Regions from separate parts of the Sus scrofa genome. Here all the other regions are linked to region 2. Evidence: chromatin contacts called from public Hi-C and HiChIP or PLAC-seq data. All regions are on one chromosome and are shown on one strand. The core of a region is the stretch at or near the end of the contact, and the rest is flanking DNA. Distances in the headings are between cores, read along the strand shown. Region 1 overlaps LOC110256704 (a long non-coding RNA gene). Region 2 holds the start of PLAC9 (placenta specific 9). Region 3 overlaps LOC110256808 (a long non-coding RNA gene). Region 4 holds the start of SFTPD (surfactant protein D).

The links. Hi-C and Micro-C count contacts between places; a contact is called where the count stands out from the background. HiChIP or PLAC-seq counts read pairs in DNA pulled down with a chosen protein or histone mark.
Region 1: a contact with region 2 is called in an H3K27ac HiChIP or PLAC-seq map of alveolar macrophages. The contact joins the enhancer-like site here to the promoter of PLAC9 in region 2. A contact is called at or near these places in 1 of 5 promoter capture datasets (liver), 5 of 47 Hi-C or Micro-C datasets (adipocytes, embryonic fibroblasts, fibroblasts and 2 more) and 2 of 2 datasets of contacts at active chromatin or transcription factors (alveolar macrophages and skeletal muscle).
Region 3: a contact with region 2 is called in a Hi-C map of liver, with 2.7 times the contacts expected there. The contact joins the enhancer-like site here to the promoter of PLAC9 in region 2. A contact is called at or near these places in 8 of 47 Hi-C or Micro-C datasets (embryonic fibroblasts, fetal skeletal muscle, heart right ventricle and 5 more) and 1 of 2 datasets of contacts at active chromatin or transcription factors (skeletal muscle).
Region 4: an H3K27ac HiChIP or PLAC-seq map of alveolar macrophages shows a contact between it and region 2. The contact joins the promoter of SFTPD here to the promoter of PLAC9 in region 2. A contact is called at or near these places in 3 of 47 Hi-C or Micro-C datasets (embryonic fibroblasts and liver) and 2 of 2 datasets of contacts at active chromatin or transcription factors (alveolar macrophages and skeletal muscle).

What each region holds. Positions count from the first base shown.
Region 1 is chr14:82,026,286-82,032,980 of Sscrofa11.1, reverse strand. It overlaps LOC110256704 (a long non-coding RNA gene), which reads right to left. Exons shown (of 3, transcript XR_002338593.1): 2 at 5,302-5,421; 3 at 3,743-4,265. Among named protein-coding and RNA genes, the nearest start is that of SFTPD, 22 kb to the left of the region's middle. Within about 2 kb of position 2,195, at least 26 of the 83 cell types and tissues checked have an H3K27ac peak or open chromatin away from gene starts, as enhancers often do. A contact at or near this core is called in alveolar macrophages and retroperitoneal adipose tissue, where this site is marked.
Region 2 is chr14:81,897,359-81,903,997 of Sscrofa11.1, reverse strand. PLAC9 (placenta specific 9) reads left to right here and starts at 2,089. Exons shown (of 4, transcript NM_001190209.1): 1 at 2,089-2,279. The coding sequence starts at 2,213. LOC106506060 (a long non-coding RNA gene) reads right to left here and starts at 1,964. Exons shown (of 3, transcript XR_001301042.2): 1 at 1,678-1,964; 2 at 788-879; 3 at 1-666.
Region 3 is chr14:81,696,354-81,703,363 of Sscrofa11.1, reverse strand. LOC110256808 (a long non-coding RNA gene) reads right to left here. Exons shown (of 2, transcript XR_002338824.1): 2 at 4,304-5,824. ZCCHC24 (zinc finger CCHC domain-containing protein 24) reads left to right here. Exons shown (of 4, transcript XM_021073637.1): 4 at 1,294-3,944. The coding sequence ends at 1,407. Among named protein-coding and RNA genes, the nearest start is that of PPIF, 25 kb to the right of the region's middle. Within about 2 kb of position 5,538, at least 31 of the 83 cell types and tissues checked have an H3K27ac peak or open chromatin away from gene starts, as enhancers often do. A contact at or near this core is called in fetal skeletal muscle, liver, mesenteric adipose tissue and 2 more, where this site is marked.
Region 4 is chr14:82,047,186-82,053,268 of Sscrofa11.1, reverse strand. SFTPD (surfactant protein D) reads right to left here and starts at 1,735. Exons shown (of 8, transcript NM_214110.1): 1 at 1,697-1,735.

The DNA of each region.
Region 1 (6,695 bases), core at 946-3,445, 130 kb before region 2:
TTTTCCCTCTGTTTCTGCCTATATTTACATAGTGGTGGTTTTTTCATGGTGGCATTCTCTGCCTCTCTGTTTTTTTGTGTTTCATGGATCTACTCTAAATTTTGGGGTTTTGTTACCATGGGGATTATATAAAACATTTCATAAATAAAACAGTCCATTTTATACTGATAGCAGTTTATCTTCATTCACCTATAAAGACTCCACCCTTATACCTGTCCCCATTTATATTTTTGATGTAAAAATTTGCCCCTTTTTATGCTGCATATTTGTTAACAAATGATAGTGACTATCATTGTTATTAATACTGTTTCTTTAACTTTTTTTTTTTTTTTTTTGCTTTTTAGCACCACAAACATGGCATATGGAAGCTCCCAGGCTAGGGGTCGAATCAGAGCTGTAGCTGCCAACCTACACCACAGCCACAGCAACGCCAGATCCTTAACCCACCAAGCAAGGCCAGGGATCAAACCTGCAACCTCATAGTTTCTAGTTGGATTCGTTTCTGCTTCACCACAATGGGAACTCCTTTCTTTAACTTTTATACTATAGTTGTTAAGACGCCATTCTAATATAGGGTGAAAATTTTCTGATTTTGTCTGTATTTTGCACTTATCAGAGTATTGTGTACTATCATATGTTTTCTTGTCATTTATTAGAGTCTTTCTATTTCAGCTCAAGGAAGTCTTTTCAGAATTTCTTACATGGTAGGTCTAGCACTGGTGAACTCTCTCAACTTTTGTTTTTCTGGGAAAGCTTTTATTTTTCCATTATATTTGAAGGATAACTTTGCCAGATAAAATATCCTTGGCTACAAATGTTCATTTTTCAACACTTTGAATATGTCATTCCACTCTCCCTTAGCCTCTAGAATTTCTATTGAGAAATCCACTGATAGCCTAGTGGGAGTTCCTTTATAGGTTACATTCTTTTTTTTCATGGCTCTCTGGTGAGTGGGGTAGGAGCAGATTTGACAATTACTTTGGATCCTCAGCCCTTTATTTTCTTTTAAATGACTTTTATTTTTTCCATTATAGTTGGTTTACAGTGTTCTGTCAATTTTCTACTGTATAGCAAAGTGACCCAGTCACATATACATATATATATTCTTTTTCTCACATTATCCTCCATCATGATCCATCATAACTAGATATAGTTGATCCATCATGACTAGATATAGTTTCTGGTACTCTATAGCAGGATCTCATTGCTTATCCATTCCAAAGGCAATAGTTTGCATCTATTAACCCCAGATTCCCAGTCCATCCCACTCCCTTCCCCTCTCCCTTGGCAACTACAAGTCTGTTCTCCAAGTCCATGAGCCTCTTTTTTGTTTGTTTTTTGTCTTTTTAGGGCCACACCCACAGCATATGGAGGTTCCCAGGCTAGGGGTCTAATCGGAACTACAGCTGCCGGCCTGTGCCAGAGCCACAGCAACACCAGATCTGAGTCGGGTCTGCGAACTACATCACAACTCACAGCAATGCCAGATCTTTAACCCAATGAGCGAGGCCAGGGATTGAACCCCCAACCTCATGGTTCCTAGTCAGTTCGTTTCTGCCACGTCATGACAGGTACTCCAAGATTCTTTTCTTATTTGTGCCACATATTAGATTCCAGATATGTGATATCATATGGTATTTCTCTTTCTTACTTGTTTCACTTAGTGTGAGTTTCTAGTTCCATCCACGTTGCTGCAAATGGCATTATTTTGTTTTTTATGGCTGAGTAGTATTCCATTGTGTATATATACACCACATCTTCTTAATCCAATCATTTGTTGATGGACATTTAGGTTGTTTCCATGTCTTGGCTATTGTGGATATTGCTGCAATGAACATACAGGTGCGTGTGTCTTTTTCAAGGAAAGTTTTGTCTGGATATATGCCCAAGAGTGGGATTGCTGGGTTGTATGGTAGTTCTATGTATAGTTTTCCAAGGTACCTCCATACTGTTTTTCATGGTGGTTGTGCCAATTTATTCAGCCCTTTTTTATGCACAGATAGGCTAGAAACCTCCAGGATCTTTTAAAAAAATATTACTGTGTTTTTTTCTCTTTTGTGGATATTTCTTTGTTGTGATGAAAATTTCTCTATGTGCAAGCATTTGGAAATAAAGTCTTCCAGGCCCCTGGTCTGCAGTTTTTGGTCTGCAGTCCCTGACCCCAGTCTGTCACAGCCCCGAATGAGTAGAGAAATGCACAGCAGGAGGACCAGGACAAGGCTGAGCGCCTGGCCTGGGGATCTGGCAACCAAGCAATCCTGATGTGTTCATTCACTTGGCTGTCTGCCTGTTGTCCCAAGACCTCTTGTGTAATGTGCAGATTACACAAGAGGTCTGTTTGGGTACGGATGTTTAATTCATTGTTTAAAAAGAGAGGGAAAAAGGAAATGACATTGATGTGACTCATTTAGAATGCCAATTTCTTTGACCAGTCATTCTCTGGTAGTTAGCCCAGGGTACAGTTTCTGTGAAATAATGCAGAGTGTCCTGACTAAGCTTTAAAACAATCCTGCTTCACCAGGATCTTGCTGGGACTGAGCCTGTCTTAGAAAAAGGCCTTAGAAAAAGCCTGTCTTCAAATCTGGTGTGAGCTCATGCATTCTGCCATGTGGAAACCTTCAAATTCTAATGAATCTATTTTGACTTTATGGATACACCTAATGTCATACTGAATTGCACAGAGGGTATGACACATGTACTTAAGAATGGGTAACTATCAATGAACTAGGTATTCATACCAACTCCTAACAATCCATAATGTAACATGGAAAGAAAAAGGGAAGCAAAAAGAAAGTCATCAATGAAAGGAAAATGTAACAAGTTTATTTTTTTTCCATTTTTTAAAATTATAGTTGATTTACAACATTGTGCCAATTTCTGCTGTACAGAAATACATGTATTTCTGCTGTACCCAGTCATATATGTATACACATTCTTTTTAAAAATATTATTTTCCTGTTGTGGCTCAGCAGAAAGGAACCCAGCTAGTATCCACAAGGATGTGGGTTTGATACCTAGCCCCACTCAGTGGGTTAAGGATATGACTTTTCCATGAGCTGTGGTGTAGGTCGCAGACATGGCTTAGATCTGGCATTGCTGTGGTGTAGGCTGGCCTAGGAACTTCCATATGCCAAAAGTATGGCAATAAATAAATAAATTTTTCCATCATGATCTATCCCAGGAGATTGACTATAGTTCCCTGTGCTATAAAATAGAATCTTATTGTCAATCCATTCTAAATGTAGTAGTTTGCAGCTATTAACCCCAAACTCACAGTCCATCTCACTTCCCCCACCCTTGATAACCACAAGTCTGTTACCCATGTCTGAGTCTGTTTGTTTCTGTTTTGTACATAGGTTCATTTGTGCCATATTTTGGCTCCATGTATAAGTGATATTATATGGTATTTGTCCTTCTCTTTCTTATTTCACTTAGGATGATAATCTCTGGTTGCCTCCATGTTTCTGTGAATGGCATTTTTTTGTTCTTTTTATGGCTGATAGTATTCTATTGTATATATGTACCACATCTTCTTAATCCACTCATCTGTCAATGCACATTTAGGTTGTTTCCTTGTCTTGGCTATTGTGAATAGTGCTGCAATGAACATAGGCATATATATATCTTTGAATTATAGTTTTGTCTGGATATATGCCCAGGACTTTGGATTACTAGATTATATGGTAGTTCTATATTTAGTTTTCTGAGGAACCCCAATACTGTTTTCCATAGTGGTCATACCAATTAAAATGTAACAATTTTAAATTACGAAAATACAAAATATGGTTTATTAAAATTTAAATTACATTTCTATAAACTTTAAAATGTTGACAATCATGTACTCTTCTCTGTATGTAGGATACCAACTTTGACGTGGCAACCATGATTCCCATTAGTGTGAAGGCAAACTTTATTTTTCATCCAAGGGTCAAATATCAAAGCCTCCTTCAATTTTGTGACCAAACTTATCACTGAAAAACAGGCCTGTAACAATCAGTCCTTGTGAACACAGTTGTAATTTAAACTTTCCTAAATTCAGGAAAAGAAACAAGATGTTTGGATTCTGAAAGGACAGAACACAGAATCTGATGGGAAATTACCACACGAAGTGCTGATCAAATCCATATGAGGAGAGTCACCTGGATTCCATAGAGGTTGCTGGCCAACCAGGCAGCTCCAGAAGCACAGGATTTGTCGAGGCTCAGGATGACCCAATAATTTCTTAAATTCCTTCCTCTTTCAGCCCTCTACTGAATACTTAAGACCTTGAAAAAAATAAGGTGACACAAGTGGAAGTTGAATTTCAAGTGTTAGCAGAGAGCTACCAGGTACTTTTGCAATGGTCATAATTCTTTTCCCTGTATGACTTTGATTCAGGGCTCCCTAGTTTTCACATAGGAAATAGTTTGTTCTCTGTTACATTCCATTACTCTGGGTTATTCATTATTAAGGGTGGCCATATTATGTATTATTTCAAATACAGAAAGCCCCAATTTGCGTGTACTATTCATGTGCCTCTCAGCATCTCCTGGAGCACATTTCATTCCATCCACAAATAAGATTGTTTATTTTAGGATGATGACTGGCTTAGAACACTTCTGTAGGTGAACTGTTACTGGAGGTCAGGCCATGGCTGATGCCAAACTACATGGAATCCTGGTTAGGGGGTAGCTCATCTTATGCCAATAAAAAGTATGGTACAGGTTTTTCAGCTGACAAACCCATGAGGCAAAAACCGTATATACGGAGGAGAAAGAGACTATCTGTAGTTGGGCTCTCCTTCCTTAAATCCTATCTTCAGTCTAAATCAAGAGATCCCTGGGCTCAGAAGAGGCTTGCAATGATTAACAAAATGGTGGAAGGGGAAGATGATTAAACTGTGGGAAGTATAATGTGAGGGGCATAGCATTGAAAGATAAATTTTTCTTTCATACAAGATGAAAATAAAAACCTGAAGTGCCACTTGGTATTTTTTTAAGGTCTTACAAAATTGACTTAGATGATAGATGCTACTAGTAAATCATTTCAATTGAGAATAGGCTCTAGAAAATTAACATAGTGTATACTTTTTGCCCCCAGAAAGCTGAGAAGCTCAAGATGTGTACTAAAATAAACACAAGAAACATATCCAGAGTCAACAGGGGATGGGGCTAATTACATCAGGGACTAAATGTAATCCATTAGATTAAAATAATGCTAGGGGTGTGTGTATAAGTACCAGAAGAGCCTTCTGCTTTAACTAAAGGAAACATTGTTAGTTTTGATAAAAGCAATGTCTTGTGGAACCGGTAAGTGACTCACCTAACTTAGTTGTCAGCTGGGGCTTGTTTAAACCATCTTTACAGGACAGTAAATCCTGTGGGTGGGAGGACTCTCAACAGGTTATAATAAACTTTCTTTGATGGAAAATTTGAGGCCTCTCTGTTAAGAAAAAAAAAGATGTTTGCATAAGTTGGAGTGTGTTGTTGAGCTAGCTGCATGATGGAAAATTTTGTCATTGTTCACTTTTTGCCAACTTTTTTTTTTTTTTTTTTTTTTTTTTTTTTTTTTTTTTTGTCTTTTTCAGGGTCGCACCCACAGCATATGGAGGTTCCCAGGCTAGGGGTCTAATTGGAGCTGTAGCTGCAGGTCTATGCCACAGCCACAGCAATGCTGGATCCTTAACCCACTGAGGCCAGGGATTGAACCCGAAACCTCATGGTTCCTAGTCAGATTCGTTCCTGCTGAGCCACGATGGGAACTCCCCCAACTTGTTTCTTTTTAAGCACTTGAGGTATATTTGACATGTAAAATATATATATAACATAAAAATATAAATGTATTTATATAAATTATATAATTATATAATTAGTACATATAGACATATATACATACATAAATTACGTTTATATAAATATATATATAATGTATGCAATGAGATTAGAGATAAGTATAATGAAACAATCACCACCAAGTATATAAACATCTATGGTTCCAAAATTTCCTCCTCCACATTTTTTTCCTTTAGGGTAAGAAAACAAGATCTACCTCTTAGCAATGTTGAAGCATACAATACAGTATTGTTGGCTTAAACACTATGTTGTCTGATAGATCTCCAGAACTTATTTATGTTATGGATGTGAAACTTTGCACCTTTTAACTGTCACTTACGCCTCTTCATTTCTCACTACCCTATTCCCTAGCAATTACCACTTGACTGTTTCTTATGTTTGTGACTATTTTAGATTCTTATAATCTGCTTTTTATTCTTATAATCTGCTTTTTATTCTTTCATGATTCCATAATTTTTTATTCTTGCATAATTTTTTTATTTTTTTATTTTCATTATTGCATAATTTTTATTCTTACATAATTCCATAATTTTTACTCTTTTTTATTCTTATAATCTGCTTTTTATTCTTGCATAATTCCAAGATCATGCAGCATTTGTCTTTCTGTGTCAGGCTTATTTCACCTAGCATCATGCCCTCCAGGTCCAAACAAGTTGTTGCAAAAGGCAGGATTCTCTTGTTTTAGGCTTAATAATCCATTGTATATATACTACATCTCTTTATACACTCATTGATGAGAATTCAGGTAGTTTCTATCTTGGCTATTTGAATAATGCTGCATTGATCATGGGAGTACAGATACTCTTTTAAATACACAGAAGTGATACTGACATATCATATATATATCAATTTTTTAAAAATATG
Region 2 (6,639 bases), core at 840-3,339:
TTCCCACTACCAAGTGTGAGAAATTCTTGGCATTCCTGCGAAAAAAGCCTTCTTCTGAGTCAATTCATGTGGGCATCCTAATTCCCAAGAGAGATTTTTAAAAATTTAGATCCAAGTCTCTGTCCAAGATCTACGAACTCAGAACCTGGATTTCTGTTCCTGAGGCTGTTTTCTGGAGGAGGAAGTGAGAAGGAAGTATCAGCTTTATGAAAATACACAATGTTAGAGCTGTGAGTTAAGTTTCATTTGGGGCAAAATGAAGACTATAGCCTGGGAAGCAGCATTTGACATAGCTTTGCAAAACTGCTCCAGAGAGGTGGTGGGGAAATGTCAGGATATATGTGACTGGTGAAGGGGGGAAGTGCAGGCAATTAAGCATACATTTTGCAGAAGGTCACTGCTAGTCTTGTGAAGGTTACTGCTAGTCCCAAGGAGCAGAGGTCACCATGAGGGATTTTAGCGCTTTTCTGGATATAAGGAAATGCAAGCACTGGGCTAATAAAATCTTCTGAAAATATCTAACTATTCGAAGACCTGTTCTGCCAGTTTTCCCAGAGCACGGAGTGCCTCACTCCTCCTCCTTGAATTCTTGCAGGGGGTGTTGAGGGTCAGCAGCTGCAGTGGTTCATGATTCAATCCTTACAGAGGCAGATGACAAGTGCTAATCTGCAGGTCACAAAAGGATTACTTGGTTAGTGTGGTGATGGTACTGGACAATTGCACAGCCACAGTCAGGAACAGAGAAGGCAGAGGTAGCCCCTATCTGCAAGGGTTCTAGTTAACCTACGTCATGGACCCCTTGTTGAATAAAGATACTCCTCTGGGCTTGATGATGAAGCAGCTCCACTGGCAGCAAGGCGAGGCGAGGCACCCAAGGCTCTGTAATACAGATGTTAGGGCTGTGGATTTTGCTTTTTGTTTTCCAAAAAACTTAATTTTTTTTTTTTTTTTTTTGCTCTTGTCATGTAGGAGTGTACTGTGGGTGAGGGTTGACTATTGTGTCCTAAACTAGAGGGAGGTAAGGATGATTTGAGGTTAACTGAGAACCCCATCCAGCTCTTACTCTGGGCTTGCTTAGAATGGAGAAAGATCCTGGCTTTTTGGGGATACGGTGTATATTATTATCTACTGGCTGGCCTGCAGAGGTGGGAGAACTGGATTCAAATCCTGACTCCACTGTGTGACTACTGGCAAGGCTCTTTAGCAACTCTGAGCCTCAAGTTTTTGATCTGCATAATGTACATACAGTGCAGCCCAGTGCAGTGAAGATTAGATGGTATATGTAGAATAAGTCAATCAAAACATAGCTATTGTTCATGAATATTACAGTGGTTATTAGACCATGAACTCAAGGGCCGGCATATGTGATCTTGAGAATTATTTCTTTTCCTTCCTTCTTCAGAGTTTACCTAACACTAGTACAGAGCTTAAGTGTGTGCTGAACACTCTGATTCTATTAGGGCTCTGGGCCTGTCACTGCTAAGCCATCTTAAAAGTTTGGAAAACAAATTATTGTCTATAGATTAATTCTCCTTCTCGAAAGTGTGGAATAAACCAGTTTTACTTCTATTTGCACATTCATGTTAATATTCCAAATCTTTGTTCTTTCATTTAATGAGTTAAATGAAAGCTGCAGCACATGCCCATTTTATATCTGGATGAAAGCCATGATTTTACCTTTCTTGGAAAAGCATCTTTTGACAATCCTGTTACTCTTTTAGACCAGTTTTACAGGAGGCAGACACCACTTCCGAGCCTCCCTTTCAGGGAGACACTGTCCATACGTAATGAGAGTTGATTACTTATTCCTGGGAGGCAGAGCAAAGCTTCCACACTCCGTGCAGTCAGGGATTCAGATCCTGTGCCACGGGTGTGGGTGGCACTTCTCTCGAAGCTTCAATCTGTGAAATGGGCTCGTAGCGAATCACTGTGGCTCTGGTTCCATCGCCCTCTCCGTGCGGGGCCTCGGGGAGGTGCAGGGCGCTCAGAGCACAGCCCCTTCGTGGGGAGGCGCCGAGGCTGGCATGTCAGGCCCCTCCGCCCGCGGGGTCTCCGAAGGGGGCGGGCTCGCTCGAGCCAGAAAGCCCGGAGCCGCCCAGGAATCTTGGCTGGGACTTGGAGCATTTCCTCCCGGGCGGGCCGGCGCGATCCTGGGGAGGGCGGGGAGGCCGGCCGCGGGCAGACGACTAGCTGAGCTCAACCGGCCTGCAGCATGCGGCCCCTGCTCTGCGCTCTGGCCGGGCTCGCCCTGCTCCGAGCTGCGGGCGCCTACGCCGCCGGTGAGTGAAGACCGACCTCGGACGGCGAGGAAGGAGCGGGAGGGAAGATGGAGCCAGAGGGAGAGAGAGCGATGGAGGAGGGAGATGCGGAGAGAGGAGAGGATGAGAGAGAGAGAGGGAGAGAGATAAAGGCAGAGGGGCAGAGAATTAGAAAGGAGAGGGAAGAATAGAGAAATAAAGGGAGAGGCTGGAACAGAGAGAGACTTTGGAGGTAACAGGTAAGAACTATGAATGAGGAAAGAGAAAGAGGAGGTCGCTGTTTCTAAAGAGAGGCAAACAGAAAGAGAAGCAAAGAAATAGAGGAACTAAACTGGCGAGAGAAAGGGGGTTGGTTGGGGAGAGAGAAATGGAGAGAAAGGTATTGAGGAAAAGAGAAAGATTTGAGAAAGACCAAAAGAAGAGAGAGTGTGGAGAAACTCAAAAGCCCCAGGTTGGGAGGAAAGAGGAAGAGACCAGCATCCCGCAGGGGCCCATCAGGTCTGTAGGGTGGGGCAGTCCTGCCAGAGGGCCTGCAGAGATGCCCAGGCCTGGTTTCCTGGGGAATTTCCTGGGAAGCTGAGCTCTAACAGGCAGATGACACAAGCCTGACCTCGCAGAGCCTGTCAGAAGCCAGGCAGGTGGCCCCTGGAGGCCACTGATTTACCTACCTATCAGGTGGCCTGAGGGGGTTCTGCAGTCTGGGTGAGGAGGCTGATCCCTCCCAGAGAGCTTCCCTGAGGATCCAAGCTGCCTTGGGTGGGTGCTGGGGAGGGGACTGCTGAGGGAGAGGCCCCCTGGGTGCTCTACTGACTGGGTTCCTTGCCTTGCCTGGCCCCTCTACCCTTCCCCTCACAGATGAGGCTCAGACAGTGTGGCTGCAGAGGTACTAATTGTACTCAAGGATGTTCCTTCTACTACCTTAAGACTCTGAAGGTCTTACAGCACTTCACAGTTTACAAGCCACGTTCCCATTTACCAAAGTTCTCATGCAGGCCTCAGCCAGAGGCAGCTGGTGCTCATCCCAGTCGCACAGGTGAGGGGAGGGCTCAGGTGTCTCCAAGCATCCAGGGCGCCTGCCCCCTCAGTCAGGCCCTTGCCCACATGCCAGGCTGTTCTCCCATCTCTCTGGGGTGGGTAGATGTGAGGCGCCCAGGTGAAGTGCCCTGTGTTAAGATGGAAGTGCCCCTTGCCCCACGCCCAGCCCCTTCAGGCCCAGGGAACTGTGGGGAAAGGTTTGAAGCCAGTGTTCATCCTTGGCAGCTCCTGGCTGCGTGACCTTGGGTGAGTTACTACACCTCTCTGAGGCTGTTTCCTTTTCTGTAAGTTGGGGAGAAGGGGACCTGCCCTGCAGTGCCGGATGAAATGGAAAGGCACAGCATGGAACACCTGTCAACATGCATTGGCTTCTTCCCTTGTCCTCTCAGCTCCACTGATTTCTCTGAGCCCCGGTTTCTCTACTGAGGTTGGCTAAGGAGGACCAACAGCTGCTTCCTCACAGGCTGTGTGAGGAGTGGCTGGGACCAGCCCAGCATGGAGCCCGCCTACATGCTGTCTTTTTTCTCTTCCTCCCCTGCCCCTTCTTCCCAAGTCCCCACCTCCAGGAGCCGAGAGGACAAAGCCCAGTCTGTGCTCCCCCAGAGGGAGGAGCTGGCCACTGCTCACAGTAGCTGACTTTTTGTGGCCCCTTTTGCTATGAATGGTATATGCGCTTTAATTTAAAGCCATCTTTAAATATGATTTTCTTTCTGATTATACACCCTCATTGCTACAGATTTTTAAAAAAGAGGAAAATATAAATGTGTTCATGGAATGTCACACTGAGTTCACACATTTTTGTGTATAATTTTTCAGACTTCAGACAATATACTATTGTGTTTCTTCACTTGATTATCAAATCTTTTGGATGTAAACACAGAATAGTATAATGAACCCCCATGCGCCCATCACTCTGCTTTAACAGGGATGGATTCTTAACCAGTCTTCATTCCTCTATCATCCCCACATTCTCTCCCCTTCCTCAGATTTTTTTAAAGGAAATTCCAGGCACTATATATTTTCATCTATAAATACTGCTTTAAGTAATTTTTAATAAACATAACTGCAATGCCATTATCATACCCTAAACATGGACAATAATTCCTTAATATCAAACATCTATTGTTCAACTATCCCTGGTCCTGTCCTGTTTTTACATTTGGTTTGTTGGATCCAAATTAAGATGCATACCTTACTTTTGGTTATCATGTCTGTTAAGTTCCTTTTGGTAAGTTTTAAGTTTCTTTAGTAAATAAATCCCCCCCCCTTTTTTCTTAAAATGTGTTGAAACTGGGTTGTTAGTTTTATAAAGTTTTTCTCATTTAGATTTTAGTTGATTACATCCCCTGGGTGTCATTTAAATATTCTTCTCTCCCCTTTATGGTCTATAAACTGGTAGTTAGAGCTAGAAGCATCATCTAATTCCAGTTAATTTTTTTTTTTTGCAAGAATACTTTGATGATATGTTGCTTTAATTTGCATTTGTTTGATTACTACCAGGGTTGGACTTTCTCTTCCAGTGCATTGTGGTCATTTCTACTAATTCTCATGAATTGTCTTAGACATTTCATTTGTGGCACTGGGATTTTTGTTTTGTTTTGGCCACACCTGCAGCATGTGAAATTTCTTGGACCAGGGATCAAACCTACACTACAGCAGTGACCCAAAAGCTGCTGCAGTGACAACATTGGATACTTAGCCCACTGTGTCACATTGGGATTTTTCGTAGTGATCTGAAAAGTTCTTTGTGTTGAGTGATGCACACCGTTTTGTGTTACTCGTAGAGAACTTTTTTAATGTTAAGGCTTCAGCTGCATTCCTTTCCTATTTTGCTATCAGAGGGATCTGAAGTCCTAGAGCCTAGTCCTAACCATTCTCACCCATGCCAGGGGGCCCACAGGGGAAGCTCTCACTGCCACTACTCCAAGTCCTCACGGACTTGGGTTTTCCATTGGGATTCTGCTTTTTTGCTTTGAGTGAAAGAGGAAGATGCTGAAGGATTATGGTGAGGATCACAGCATTTCTTCTTACAAAAATGGATGTTGTAGGGAGTGAACTGCTGCTCAAAGACAATTCAATCCAATGTACACAGTTGGGCTCTTGTGGGGCCTCAGGGCAGGTGCAAGTGCATTGGTACAAATCCCCTTAGCCTCATACCTGTCCAGCCCCACATTTTACAGAGAAGGCAGCTGAAACCCCAAAATAGGAGGCCCTTAACTCATTGCACAACTGCCATGACACAGAATATATAGTGTTAGGCAGATAGGATCCAAATCCTATTCCTGCCACCTACTAGCCTGTAGTCCTGGGCATGTTATCTTCAGTTTTCTAATCTATAAAAAAGTGAATGTAAGAGTACTGAGCTCACAGAGGAATTAAATGAGATAATGCTTGTAAGTACTCTACAAAAAGCCTGGGTCATAATAAGTGATCACAAATCAATAGTAGTTGCCAGTATAGAATGTGGTTGTACCCATTCTAGAGGTGAAGAACCAAGGATCCAGCAAGTAGGATTAGCTTGTAGCAGAGCCCAGAGAACCCGGTCAGCTCTGAGCCCTCTGTGTGCTTTTTGGAAGAGCCTCTCTCAAGCATCCCTTAGACCCCCACACAGGTTTAGTCCTAGAGTAGATGCCTCCCCATCTTGAAGAGACCCGATCAGAGTGATCTAGCAGAGAGTACTGGCTCCACGCGGAGGGGCTTTCACTGACTTGCTCAGTCTCCAGCCCACCTGGTGAATGTCCTCCATGGCATTTGCACATCACTTAGCGGTTCCAAGGCAACTTTGAGTGTGGGATCCCCTTGGATCAACACAGCAGTCCTTCCAAGTAGCCAGAGCAGATCCCTTACAGACGAGGCTGAGTGAGAGGCAAAGAGCACAGTCAGTAAGCAGTGGAGGTGAGACTCTGCCTCTGACTCCCAACCTCATGTTCTGTTCACAGCACATGGAGAGAGGTTTATCCTGGATGGCTTCCTAGACCTCAGCATGGTGGAGGTTCGGGAATGTAATAGTACTTTATAACCCAGTGGATTATAAAATAACTGTATTCCAGAGTAGAAGGAATCTGGGTTCCTGTATGGCTTCAGGGACAGGAAGCCCCTGCCAGCCCTGACTGCCAGCCAGTCTATTCTGAACTGATGATATGGGAGGAAAAAAAAAAAGGCGTGTGTGACTGAGGGGGCTCTTTGTTACAGCAGCTTAGCCTATATTCTCACTTAACCAGATGCTGACTGTATTGGAATGAGATTGCTAAGCTCTCAGAGTTGATTGTCGAGGTTTGAATCCACATCTGGAAAATGACCAGCGTGCAAAGCAGGCAGAACATATCACTCCCCAAACAAAGCAAAA
Region 3 (7,010 bases), core at 4,289-6,788, 200 kb after region 2:
ATACTTGGGCAGAAAAGTTAGTGTGCCACTTTTGAGCAGTTTGCAGCCTGCCTAGGGGACAGCGCTCCTGCTCAGCTTATTCCAGGATCATCCTGGGTCATGGTTGCTGGCCCCAAGGCTCCCTTGGCCCACACCAGCCTGCAGTTCCTGCCCCTCTCCTTGGCATGTGGCTCTGAGCTGGCCCTGACCGGCTTCCTTTGAGTCTCCCCAGGTCTATTCAGGGGACCCTGCTGCAGGGAGGGGTTCTGGGCCAAGATTCTGGCTGCCAGCTAGGAAACTATCTGCCTCAGGAGGTGTGCCTAAAAGCCTCCATACATCTTCCAGAGAAACAGGTCTTTGCTGGCTTTTGAGAGCCAGGATGAGAGGGACAGAGGGAGCGGGGAAGCCCCGTGTATAACAGAAATATGTTTGTATGTGCCCAACACTGCTCAGTTTACAGACATCTAGACACTGACTCCTCCCTGCAAACAAGCTCAACAGTCACCCACTTTACAGATGTGGAAATGGAAGCTCTCTGAGGCCACATTGTAAATGAGTGGTATCATAGGTCTAGCTTTTCTCGGGGCCTCGGTTTCCCTGTTAAGAAGCATCTAGGCACTCATCAAACAGGGCAGGTGCTGTGCCAGGCTCAGGGATCAGGGACAAATTAGAACACTGGCAGCTGACCACACAGAGCTAAGGGTTCAATTACTCTAAGCCTGAAACACCGGGACTGTGTCGAGGTTAAACACCCTTTGAGTCTTGAGGCCACAGGAGCAGTTGTGTGGGTGACAAGTGACCTGGGAAGAGGCAGTGGATGCTGGGAATCAGGAGATATGACTTGGGCCTCCCTTGTGCTGGACCCTGGTTTCATCATCTGGTTAATGTCTGTGCACCGTTGTCCTGCCTCTGTCCTGGGCTTTAGTGAGCTTCAAATGGTGGCCGCTCAGAGATCACGGGGGAGGGCGAAGTGGCATCTAGACCCAGGGCTCTGGGTAAAAGCCTCCCATAGCCCTAGCCCCAGCCCAAGGCCTCAGCCATGCCTCTGGGACTTAGAACACATGTGTTGCCTGCAGTAGGTGAGAGGCAGGAAGGGTCCTGGGTGCTTCTTGAAACAACCTCTGTGATTACAGGCACACGTGCTCTCTCTCCGGGCCCACCCTGTGTATCTCTCTCCCTCTTCCTGTCTGTCTGTCTGGCGCACTGTCTCTGCCTCTCCCCACATCTGTCTCACTCTCCCTGCTTCTCTGGTATTTCTTTCTCTCCACCCCCTCCTCCCCACCCTTGGGCCCGCGTCTACCTTCCTCTCTGCAGAGACCCCTGGAGAAGCCCGATGGCCTGGACGTGTCTGACCAGAGCAAGGAGCACCCCCAGCACCTGTGCGAGAAGTGCAAGGTGCTGGGCTACTACTGCCGGCGCGTGCAATGACCCGGCCGCCCACCATGCCCCACCGCCCTCCTGCCAGCTGGAGAAGACGCAACCACCCTGCATGTCCCCAAGTGTGCACGTGCAAGGGGGCATCCTCAAAGGCTTACAGGTCTGGTGGGTGGGCTCTTATGTTCTTGTATGTTGACAAACAGTGTTAACTGACGTAGCTGCCGCCCCACAAGGCCCGCTCTCTGCGACTCTCTACAGGTGGGCCTGGGTCTGTGTGGAGGGGACAAGGTGAGCAGAGGTCAGCGCACAGGACCCCACAGAGCCTTCAGCGTCCCCTGCAGGCTCTCCTCTGAGACTCCCTTTTGGGTGAGCAGCCTTACATTGGCCACAAGTGCACTAAATTTACTGTGAATCCCAGAGCCTGCAGGGGATGGTCTCCCAAAACCAGCCAGGTGGCCTTCTCCCACCCAGAACCTTCCAGTTTGCCCTGTGTGAAAAGCCACTCTTGGAAAGCCCTAATTTTCTAAGTCAGTGCTCATGGCAAGCTGACTCCTGTTCTAGCAGCTGCTGGGGAGCGGGCATCTCTGCCCCCTGCCACTTTGAGCCCCAAACCTGACTGCCTCTGAAGCCACTGGCATTGCACCTGGGCCCCGCACATCTCCCCTCCCCCTACACCCCAGAGGTCAGGGATGGGGAGGCACTGAATGTTGGACGGTGCTCCAGCGTGTGACCTGGGGCACAGAGGGCAACACCCCCTCCCCCACCACAGACTTCCCCCACGCGTTTGGATTTTGCCAGCCCTATCCCCTTCCCTTCTCCTTCCCCTCTCACCCATGCTGGGGAGCCACACCCGGAAGGAGGCAATAGGACCCAGCAGGGAAACCACTCTGGCAGGAAGGACCCAGGCCTGGCAGTCCAAAGACCTGGGTTTTAATGCTGACCCCGCCACTGATGCACTACAGAGCCTTGAGAAGGATTCTCACCTCTGGGCCTCTGTTTCCCCACTAAGAGAAAGAGAGAGTGACACCAGAGAGGCCCATTTCTGTCCTGATGTTCTGGAATTCTGCCTGGCTGGGTGCCATCTCCTGGAGCAGAGAGCTTTATTTGGAGAGTTTCCCCAGGCTCCCTACCCATCCCCTTCCCACTATCACCCATCAGTCAGTCACTTAAGAAATCAGGTGGAGGGATGCAGGTCCTCCCCTGTTGCCCCCTGCAACCCCAGCCATGTCTTTTGTCCCCTACCCTGCAAACGTGAAGGAGAAAGGTCTCCCCCTCCTTACAGGGCAACCCCAAGACACGCTACAGAACCTCTGGTTTGCAAAGTGGGGACAATGATTCCTACCTCCTGAGGGGGCGGAGAGGCCTCCTGGCACTCACACTGGACAGGCCTGCCGATGCTGTCCTGGCTAGTGGGAAGGATTGCCTTCCTCTCTGCTCTCTCCCCCATGAGAAGCCCTATTTGCTTTGTCATATTACCCTTCCTTTCTCCCAGGGCTGGGTCCTTTGATGTTGCCCCAACATTATGCCTCTGTGGGAAAAAAAAAAAAAAAAAAAAAAATCAGACCGCGGAATGGGCCTGAAATTCAGTGTTTACCACGGCTCAAGGACACCCAACCTGGGGCCGGTCGTCTTTGGTTTTCAAGTGAAAATGCTTTGTACAACTGAGGAGTTACGGCAAAGTGTTAATCAGGGGTCCAGGGAGTGAGTTGAAGAGATGGAGTTGAGAGTATTTGCAGCCAGAGGGCTGCAGGGTAGATTGGGGGGGGCCAAGCCCTCTGAGCACTTAGGAAGGGTGTGTGTGCTCCAGCCTGAGCCCTGTAGCTGCCTCCCTCCAGGCCTGCAGGGGCAGAACGCCCGCCACCAACTGTGAACGTGCTTACCGCCCACTGAAGAATCCCTCTGCCCCCTGCCTGCTCTACTGTGTCAAGGTGAGCCAGAGTCACCCTGGCCCTGGGTTCTCTGTCCCCGAGAAGCTGTCACTGTCAGTCATCCTCGTGTCCCTCTAAAGAGAGCATTCACAGGGGTGGCAGTGTCCTGGTTTCCACTGCGAGGACAAGGCCCCAAGACTTCCAGGGACTTGGCCCCACGGGGAGGACCTGGGCTTCTGGGTGCTTGGGCTGAGGTTGTGCGGGAAGTCCACATCCTAGAAAGAACCCAGGCTCCAGACTCCAGAAGGAATATCACCCCAAAGTGACCTTTGCAGTGGGCTTGTCCAGCTGGCAGTCACTGCCGCTGCCATCTGTGCAGAATCAGCCACTGTGGGGGGGCTGGGCCCTCCTGCCTGGGGCAGCCCTTCCATATTGCCCCCGCCCCATGGCTGAATTTGGGAGCTCTGTGTGGTCAGCAAAAGCCACTGCTGTCCAGGCTGGTGCTGTGAGAATTAAGTGCTCAGAGGGCCCGGGCGTCCAGGAGACAAGAAAGTGTGTGGTTTCAGTATGTTCAAAAGGGACAATCGCTTGCAGTTAGTAGATCTAGCGATCTAGTTGGGAGATAATGGTGTTTACCCCATATGAAGTATTCAATAGTTCTACTTGTGAATTTGTATTTATTTTGAGTTATACTTGACACAGAATTCCTTTTTTTTTTTTTTTAAAGAAAAATACTATGTGTGTATTTTGAAAAGAAAATTCATGGATGTTAAAATTTCTGCATGGTTTCCAATTTTTCTCACAACACTGAATTTGTTACCTTCTCCCGAAAGATCTTCACAGTGATTTTTGTCTGTATATATTTGAGGGCCTTTTTTAAAAAAAAAAGAAGAAAAAGAAAAAGACAAGAAAAATATAATTACTTGATTTTTGAGATTTAAAATAAACAAAAGGAGAGGCATTTTCAAAACTTCAGAGCTTTCAGGAGGGCAGTAGAATATCAAATGAAGATTTCTGGAAGTATTTTTTGCAAACCTTCTGGTTGAGCTGCAAGAAAATATTTATGGTGAGAACTTTTCTCTTTTTCCTGTTTTTTTTTTTTTTGGTTTGATTTTTTACTATGCTTTGGTCTGTAAAAAGTCTGCAACTGAATTACATTAAGGAAATATTGTCTACATAGAATATTATATGAAGTTGGTACATAATTCTGATGAGGAAAAAAAAAATCTTTGCAATTCTTTAAGCCATATTATTGTTATTCTCTCTTGTTTGCCTTGGATGAAAATATCAGTATTAAGTAGTCAGCATATTATTCAAGTGCTTATACTTATTAATATGTTCCTGTCCTGTATTTATACATATGTGTATTTTGGAAAGTATTGCCTTTTTGGAGGGAAGCTATTATTAGATACTTAGTGAAAAAGGGAATGGGAAGCTCTTTGAGCCTCTTCAGCTGAGGATAACACAGCACTATAATCCATTCTCTTGCACCTTCTTATTATTATCTTGTTATTATGGTTATTAATCTTGTGGGGGGGCAGGAGTGAGCTAGGGGAACAGGGGGCATGTGACTGATTAGCCCCTCTATGGTTGGCCAGCTCCAAAGATGGCCTCCTTGGCCTGATCCAGGGCTTCCGGTCAGAACAGCCCAAAGAGGGAAGAGGAAGACAGACTTCACACCGTTCCTTTTGGAGCTTTGCCATCTGAGCCATGTCCCAGGTCCCCATGCTCTTTGAACTTGGATTTGTCCCCCTGCCCTCCACCATCTAATGGACTTGAATCTACTCGAAATGAATATTTAACCCAGCATCACTACATCACAGCCCAGAGCGACAGCTAACCCTGAAATCTGGGAGGCGTCCAGCCTTGGGGAATTCATCGCTCTCTGTTGCCAACCTCACTCGACGTCCTCCACTCGCATGTGGTGACCCTGTCCATGTCTGTATCTGTTAATATGTGTGTGTCCAGCTAGAAAGACAAACAGAACCCGTGGGCCAGCTCGGAGGGTGCGTGGAGGAGGCTCCCGACCGCTCCCGAGGGCCGCCCTCGGGATGGCATTCCGTTGTGTGCCTTATTCCTGGAGAATCTGTATACGGCCTGCCTATAGAAATATAGCCTTTTCATGCTGTATTAAAAGGACTCTTAAAAGCAAGAGAGGCTCCTGGTTTCCTTGTTTACGCAGAGTGTCCGTGGGAGCTAGACGTTTTCACAGACCAGAGGGGCCAAGTAGGGCGGGAGGACTCGGAGCCGCCCTTCTGCTGTCATGAGTCTGGGACGTCCGGTCCTTGCCCTGCCTCCACACCATTGATTTGCCTTCTCCCAGCCCCTCTGTCCCCAAGCAGACACTCTCTCCAGGGTGAACGCCCTCCCCAAGCAGGGCCCCAGACTGGGCGAGATTGTCAGCACATTAGGTCACAGTTAGCTCAGCGATGGGACTCCCGGTGACCATATATAGGAGTGAATCTTCCTCGGAGATGCAGCCTCGGGCCTCGCCACCACAGCTCCCACTCGGATCTCTCGCCAGGATCAGGATTTGGACCTCAGACACTGGGCATCCCACAGTGAGCAAAGTGAAGTGTCCGGGGCCTCCTGGAAAGACCCTGGGAAAGGGGACAGAGGACTCGTCTGAGCAAGGACCCAGGCTGGGCTGTCTCCAGGTGGGGCTCTTGCTGAGGGCCACAGACAGGAAGCCACAGCTCATAAGGCCTGGAGCCACAGCCAAGAAAGTCTGAGGGAGCCACCTGCATATGGAGCCCTGAGGCCCAGGGTCTTCGCACTTGTGGTTCTCAACCTGGCTGCTCACCAGAATCGCCCATGGGAACCGCCTTGGTCTCACCCGGAGATGCTTGAGAAACCAGCCTGGGTGTCCTTAAAGTCCCTGATCAGTCCAGCATGCAAGGCTGAGAAGTATAGGGCTTTGAAATGGTCTCTAGGGTCCTATGGGGCCAGTGGTGATGGCTGTAAGGAGACTGGTGGGTGGTGGGGTGGGGGGGGTGAGGGGTTTCAGCTCGCTGGAGGGACATCCCCTCCCCAGCTCCAGCCAATTGCTGCTATCTAAGAATACACTGTCTGGGGCAGAGGGGGGAGAGGGGGCGGCAAGAGACTAGGAATTCAGGTTGTTATGTGAAATTTTCCAATTTTTAAATTTTGGCAACTAGTTTATTAAGTTTTTTTAAAATTTTTTCTTTTTATGGCCGCACCCACAGCATATGGAAGTTCCTGGGCCTGTGGTTAAATCTGAGCCACAGCTGTGACCCGAGGCACAGCTGCGGCAATGCTGGATCCTTTAACCCACTGTACCAGAGCGGGAATCGAACCCACACCTCCACAATGACCCAAGCCGCTGCAGTCAGGTTCTTAGCCCACTGTGCCATGGCAGGAACTCCTTAAATTTTTAAATAGCCAAACTATCCGCGAGCCGGCCCATGCCTCTAGACAGCAACCTCTGAGATGGAACAGTGAAACTAAGATGTGAGTCCTTGGGGTCAGGGACCATGGGTTGGGGAGAAGTGGGGGACAGGAAGGAACAGAGGCTCCTGACTCCAGAGGCAGGACCTATTAGCTTATTTGGGGTACACAGCAAATCCTGGCAGCCACCATGCCCTTTCCTGCTCATTGGCACAGAGGAAGGATTAATTCACTTCCTGGTGCCTGGCTTCAGGGTGAGTGAAATGGCAGGCAGGACCAGAACTGGCCTGACGCAGGTGGGTGGCACCCCAGCAGGATGGGCAAAGGAGAGAATAATCCCCCATGAGAGCCTCTCCACCTGCAGCCCAGGGAAGGCTG
Region 4 (6,083 bases), core at 486-2,985, 150 kb before region 2:
TGGATGAGCCCTATTGTGCACTAGCCTCTATCGGGTTTTTTGTTTGTTTTTTTGTTTGTTTGTTTGTTTGTTTTTGGTCTTTTTTGCCTTTTTCTAGGGCTGCTCCCACAGCACATGGAGGTTCCCAGGCTAGGGGTCTAATCAGAGCTGTAGCCGCCGGCCTACACCAGAGCCACAGCAACTCGGGATCTGAGCCATGTCTGCAACCTACACCACAGCTCATAGCAACACCAAATCCTCAACCCACTGAGCAAGGCCAGGGATCGAACTTGCAACCTCATGGTTCCTAGTCGGATTCGTTAACCCCTGAGCCATGACGAGAACTCCCCTCTATGGCTTTTTAAATTTAATTTCTTTTTTTTGGGAGGGGGGCACCTGCAGCATATGGAAGTTCCTGGGCTAGGGGTTGAATCGGAGTTGTAGCTGCAGGCCTGCACCACAACCACAGCAGCGCCAGATCAAGCTGCAAGTCTGGATCCTTAATCCACTGAGTAAGGCCAGGGATCAAACCCACATCTTCATGGATACTATGTCAGGTTCTTAACCTGGGGAGAAACAATGGGAACTCTGTCTTTCACTTCTTTTGGCTGCCCTGTGGCATATGGAATTCCCAGGCCAGGGCTCAGACCCAGCTGCAGTTGAGACATAAGCTGTAAATGTGGCAGCACCAGATCCTTAACACACGGTGCTGGGCTGGGGCTCAAACCTGGGTCTCAGTGCTCACCAGACGCGCCGCTGATCCCATACCACAGCAGGAGCTCCTGTCTTCACTTTTGAATCCACCACTTCCTCAGGGATCCTGGGAGTCTCTACAAATACCCAGATGGGTTCTCAGGCCAGCTGCAGTTGCCTCATTGTACTTGTGGCAGAGCTCAGTCATGGTACCAAAGGACCCAGGCCAGCACCAGGACATTTGACCTCTGACCTCAACACTGGGGCCCGAAAAGCAAAAGGTATTCTGCCCAATGGCTCAAGATGGGAGGGAACGTATCATCACCCACTGTAGCAGGAAGGGCCTTGGAGAGAGAAAACTTACAGGTTTTCAGACCAAAAATTCAGATGAGGCATCTTACCTGGGACAACAGAGAGAATGGGAAGATCCATAGCCCCTTCAATATACATGATGTTCTGTTTATACCAAACTTTCAGGTTAAGATTTTATTGGGGAAAAAAACCAATGACCCCTCTGAAAATTGGTCGAAAAATCAGTGACCTAGTCCAGAAAGCTTTTTAAGATTGAGGCTGAGAGAAGCAATGTTTATCCATGCCTCACGGTCATTAGATACCGGGATGGACTTAGAACTGACAGAGGGACACCTGGTCTGTTTCTCGGCTACTACTCTCTCTGAAGAAATCAGGGATGGAGAGGAGCCAAGAGGAAAATGAACTGCATTTTCCACGGGGGCTTCCAACAATGGCATTTGAGGTCTGGTTGGGTATCATACCCAATTCACCTACCCTGTCCCAGACCAGGAAACAAATCTCCCCCTGAGTTAAGAGAGCAGAGTGTGGGGAAGAAGAGTGCTCCTTATTACCCCACTGTGCCCCCCACCTCCAACACCCACCCTCCTAGGCCTGAACAGCTCCACAGACCCTGCCTTCCTCAACACTGGTAGGATAAGCCACCCATAGAGGCAGGGAGCTACTCACTGGACATCAGGAGAACAAAAGGAGATGCAAGACCAGAAACACTCACAGTTGCGTCCTCTAGAGCTCCAGAATCTCCAGGCAAACTAAAGTTTTCTGGGCAGGCACTGGCTATTTATGACTGCCCTGTAACCTGGGCCTCCCAGCCCCAGTTTCCTGAGAACCCTCTTCAAGAAGTAGATAGAGCAATTTTCTTCCTTGTTGACTCACTCGATCACCTGCATTCTGGACACCTGCCACTGATGTTCATAACACTACACACCCATCACCTTAGAGTTTATAGAGCACCTCAGTCCACGCTCTCATCTGCATCTCATTGCAACCCTTGGAGTTAAGTGGCAGCAACAGTGTCTGTATTTTACAGATGTCCAGGAATTCAAGGTCCAGAGAAGACCAGCCAGTTGCACAGTGACCTACAACTATTGCAAAAGCAACCTGCATCTGCAGAATCCAAGAGCCAGCACCTACTGTGCCCACTTCTCTTCCCCCTTCACCTCAACATTACTGCCTAGATATTAGGAAAGAGCTGGGAGCTCCTTGTATACCTGAGTGGGAGTAGCCTTGTAGAGGAAGTGCTAGGTAGCAGCCTGGGGTGGGGGCAGCGGTTGGAGGAGCTACCACCTAGCAGGGGTCACTCTTTTGCTCTCTGCTCTGGATCTAAGAGTGCCCCCTGCCACTTGCCTTTTGTGGGATGGCCTTCCTTGCCCAAATCTCTCCATCTCTTTAGCTTGTGTTTGCCCATTACATTGCTCTAGTGGCCAGTTTGGACCCCTGAGCTGCTGATACACTGTCGTAACCATCCCCAGGGTAACTCTAACTTCTAGTGACTGTAGGGCATTTCCCCACCCTACTGCTGTGGCTGTCAGCTCTGCTTGCTTTTAGATCCTTGTGACTTTATCTCTTCCATCCACCCTTTGCCTAGGTCTATACACCAGCAGCCGCATGTTTCCAGTCCTTTCCTATGGGCACCCCCTTGGAGGTGCTGACTTGCTCCTAGCTTTTGATGCCATCACCTTGTATACTGTGGAACCTATAAAGCCAGTTTTCCTCAGTTGATAAGAAAAGGTCTTCTGTTTCCCATGTTGCAATTTTTTGAAGCAGGATCCCATAGCAGAGCACCTGGGCCCCTAATGTTTGAGCCCTTTCATCACTAACACAGCCCCCTCTATTCTAGGATGTTCTTGTGCCCCTGGAGATCTAAGTCAGCATGGAGGCTGAACTGAACCCTTGTTCTCCTCTCCCCACAAATCCTAATTGTCAAGTCTTATCCTGGTGGCTAGACAAAATTCTTATTTAGGATGACCCTTATTAAAGGAGTCCTATACTTTGTTTCTTCCTGCAAGCTGACTTCTGTTAACTGCTAACTCCTAGGGTGTCAGATTCATCCCTCACAATGCCCTTGGACCCCATTATAGCAAAGAATATGGAGTTTCTTTATCTAACTCCACATTCCACCAAGGTCCAGGTCTACTTATGATCCAACCCAGACACTCATGTTCCAGTGAAAACCTTTGCTTTTCTCAGTTACACAAGTGAGAAGAATCAGATTTGATCTGATTTTATATTTTGGGCTGCACCCACAGCTTGTGAAATTTCCTGGGCCAGGCACTGAACCTGAGCCACAGTGGTCACAATGCCAAATCTTTAACCGCAAGGCCACCAGGGAACTCTGAGAATCAGATTTTAAATGGTGATCACAATGGCTTTCATGCAGAGGATCACTGGCTCACCCTCTCTTCCCAAGATGAGGTCAGGATAACTACATGCTTTCTTTGGGAGCTAGTCACCACTGCTGCACTGCAGCCCAGCAATATCAGAAACCCCTGGTGGATTTCATTAGCTGCACCTTTGTCAGAGCTAAGCTGTAGCCTCTGGTATTTTACCAGCTGATTGCCCACATTACTGTGGAAACTCCCAGCTCAGTGGACATAGGTATAGTCAGGTCATCCAAGACGGCTGTTCTCTTGCTCTCTGTACATCACCAGCTCGGCCAGACCCTACTTCACTCATGTGACTATCCAATCCTTTTAATTATAGATCTTAATTGGTAAGTACCCACATGCTTTCCCCTGCTCCAGCTGCTGGTTTCCTTGGCAACTGGTGAGCCAACTTGACGTCAGTTCCCCCATAAATGATAGCCTCCTCCCACCAGCAATGAAGTTTGCTGACTGTCCTGCCATACACAGTGGGGGTGTTGCTCTAGGACCCTTCTGCTTTGGAGATGTAAGATCCCCTGTCCAATAAGCCACTGATGGCTCTGTCAGTGTGTCTGGGCTCTTTCTTCCATCTCAAGGTTGGGCAACTACAAGGCTTGCAGGCCTGCAGTGGGTGGGCAGCCCAACAATTGAGGAGCCAGCCAAGAGGCCAAGGAAACTCCTGTGAGTGCCGAGATGTCAAGAAATAAGGAAAAGGTATGGAAAGTTAGGGGGGTAATCCTGAAGTGGTCGTCCACTGCCATGTGGGGTCCTGTGGCATCTGACCACCATGAGAGATGTCTTTCTCTTCCATTATATTGACATTGTTAGCCACAGAGTCTCTTTCCAGCTTAAAAGTAGCAGCCTTGTGCTTGTGGTTTGTCTGATGGCATGGGGATGGCTGGTGAATCCAGACAAAAACTCAAGGACCTAGATTAGCCACAAAATACAAGCATACCCCTGACCCAACACCCCTAAATAATTGGAGACATAGACGTTAGGGATATTATCTCAGAGATAGGCTTATGGATTGGACATGGCCAGTTTCCCAAAAGGGTTTGGTTGTGGCCTGTGGCAATGGCAAAATAAGAGTATCCTTGGGTCCCATCTGCAGAAGGGGGCAGAGCAACAAGCAATAGTGTGTGCTAGAACAACAGCTGTATGTAGTCTACAAAGTGTTTCAGCAGGTGGACGGCATTATAAAAGGCCTACCAGAGTCATCAAGAAACCCTAAAAAGCCCACTTTACTGGCCAGGAAGTTTTGGAATGGGCCAATAAAAATGCCATTCCCTGACATTTCCACCTGCCCTACAATCCTGGTGCTGCCGGGCGAATTGAAGGATGAATGAACTCCTTAAATAACAGAGGCTGGAAGCCTACTTTTTCAATGGGTGGACCAGGAAGCAAATCAAGCCTACAAACTGAACATGCCAAGAGCAATCAGCCCAGGGCCTACACCATGTTAACCCAGAGACAACTAGTCAACACCATCTGAGTTCAACTGTTGACCACTCAAGGACAAGTGCCAACTAATGGTCAGGACAATAACTCACTTTTGCCCTTGTCACAGGATCTACCCTCGGGGGGACATATTATTATAAATGGCCCTGGAACTGGCAGATAAATCCTCAGTGGTATGGATTTGCCACCCCCGTGTGGATTAGGACTAGAAAGGGACTTGAAAGATTTCACCTGTCTTCTACCCAACCTAGGACTACTAAAGTAATTAATCCAGGTTCCCTACTGGAGAAAGGCACCATTATATTAACCCAGTGGTCTGTTGTTATACTGCTCCTCCAATATTCAGCACAGGCTGTGGGTGGGCAGGTGGGATGGTACTACTGCAGGCCAGGTTGAACAATAGGCAGGGTGGTATGATCTCAGAATGATGATCATGCTTGTATTTTGCTTCATGGTCATGATCGTCTGTATATTACGCCTGCTAAACATCTTAAATTTCATCTCTAATCTGAGTGATGGGAATCTAGTCTCAGACTGGGCAACAATGGTGGCCTCATTGTGAAGTGAGTTTGATAGCTGGGTCAACCGAGAGATGCCACTGTCGTCCTTCTCTGGAACTCCATTCAAAATTGACATGATAAGCACCTACTCCAGTTTGTCCACCTGCTGGACTCTTGATAACCCTTTAGCTGCTGTTGTCTGTATTGCATTTGCTCTATTTGGTTGCAGTGCACCTCTACTATACCTGACTCTAGGGATACTGTGGAAGAGGGTGGACAAAGATGGTAAGGGCTGTGCAGGATATGCCAAGGTGAAGTGTATGGTCAGCCTCCTCCCCCCACAAGATGGCTGTTCTCTTGCTCTCTCTACATCCCCTGCTCCACCAGACCCTGCTTCCCCTCTCATAACTAACCAATCCTCTTAATTACATGGCTTAATTGGTAACTGCCCACATGCCTGCCCCTGCTCCAGCCATTAGTTTCCCTGGTAACTGATGAGCCAACCTGATGTGAGTTCACCCTATAAATGGTAGCCTCATTCTCCCTCAACTCTCCAAGATTGCTGCCATGTCCTGCCTGCCATCTGCTATCCATGGTGGAGTATTGCTCTAGGGCCATTCAGCTTTGGATGTGTAAGGTCCCCTGTCCAATAAGCCACTGATGTCTCTGTCACTGTCTCTGGCTCTTTCTTCGGTCTCAAGGCTGAGAATCTATAAGGCTTGCTGGCCTGGGGAGTGCAGCTCAACAACTATGGACAGGTTGCTTTTGCCCCAGAAAACAT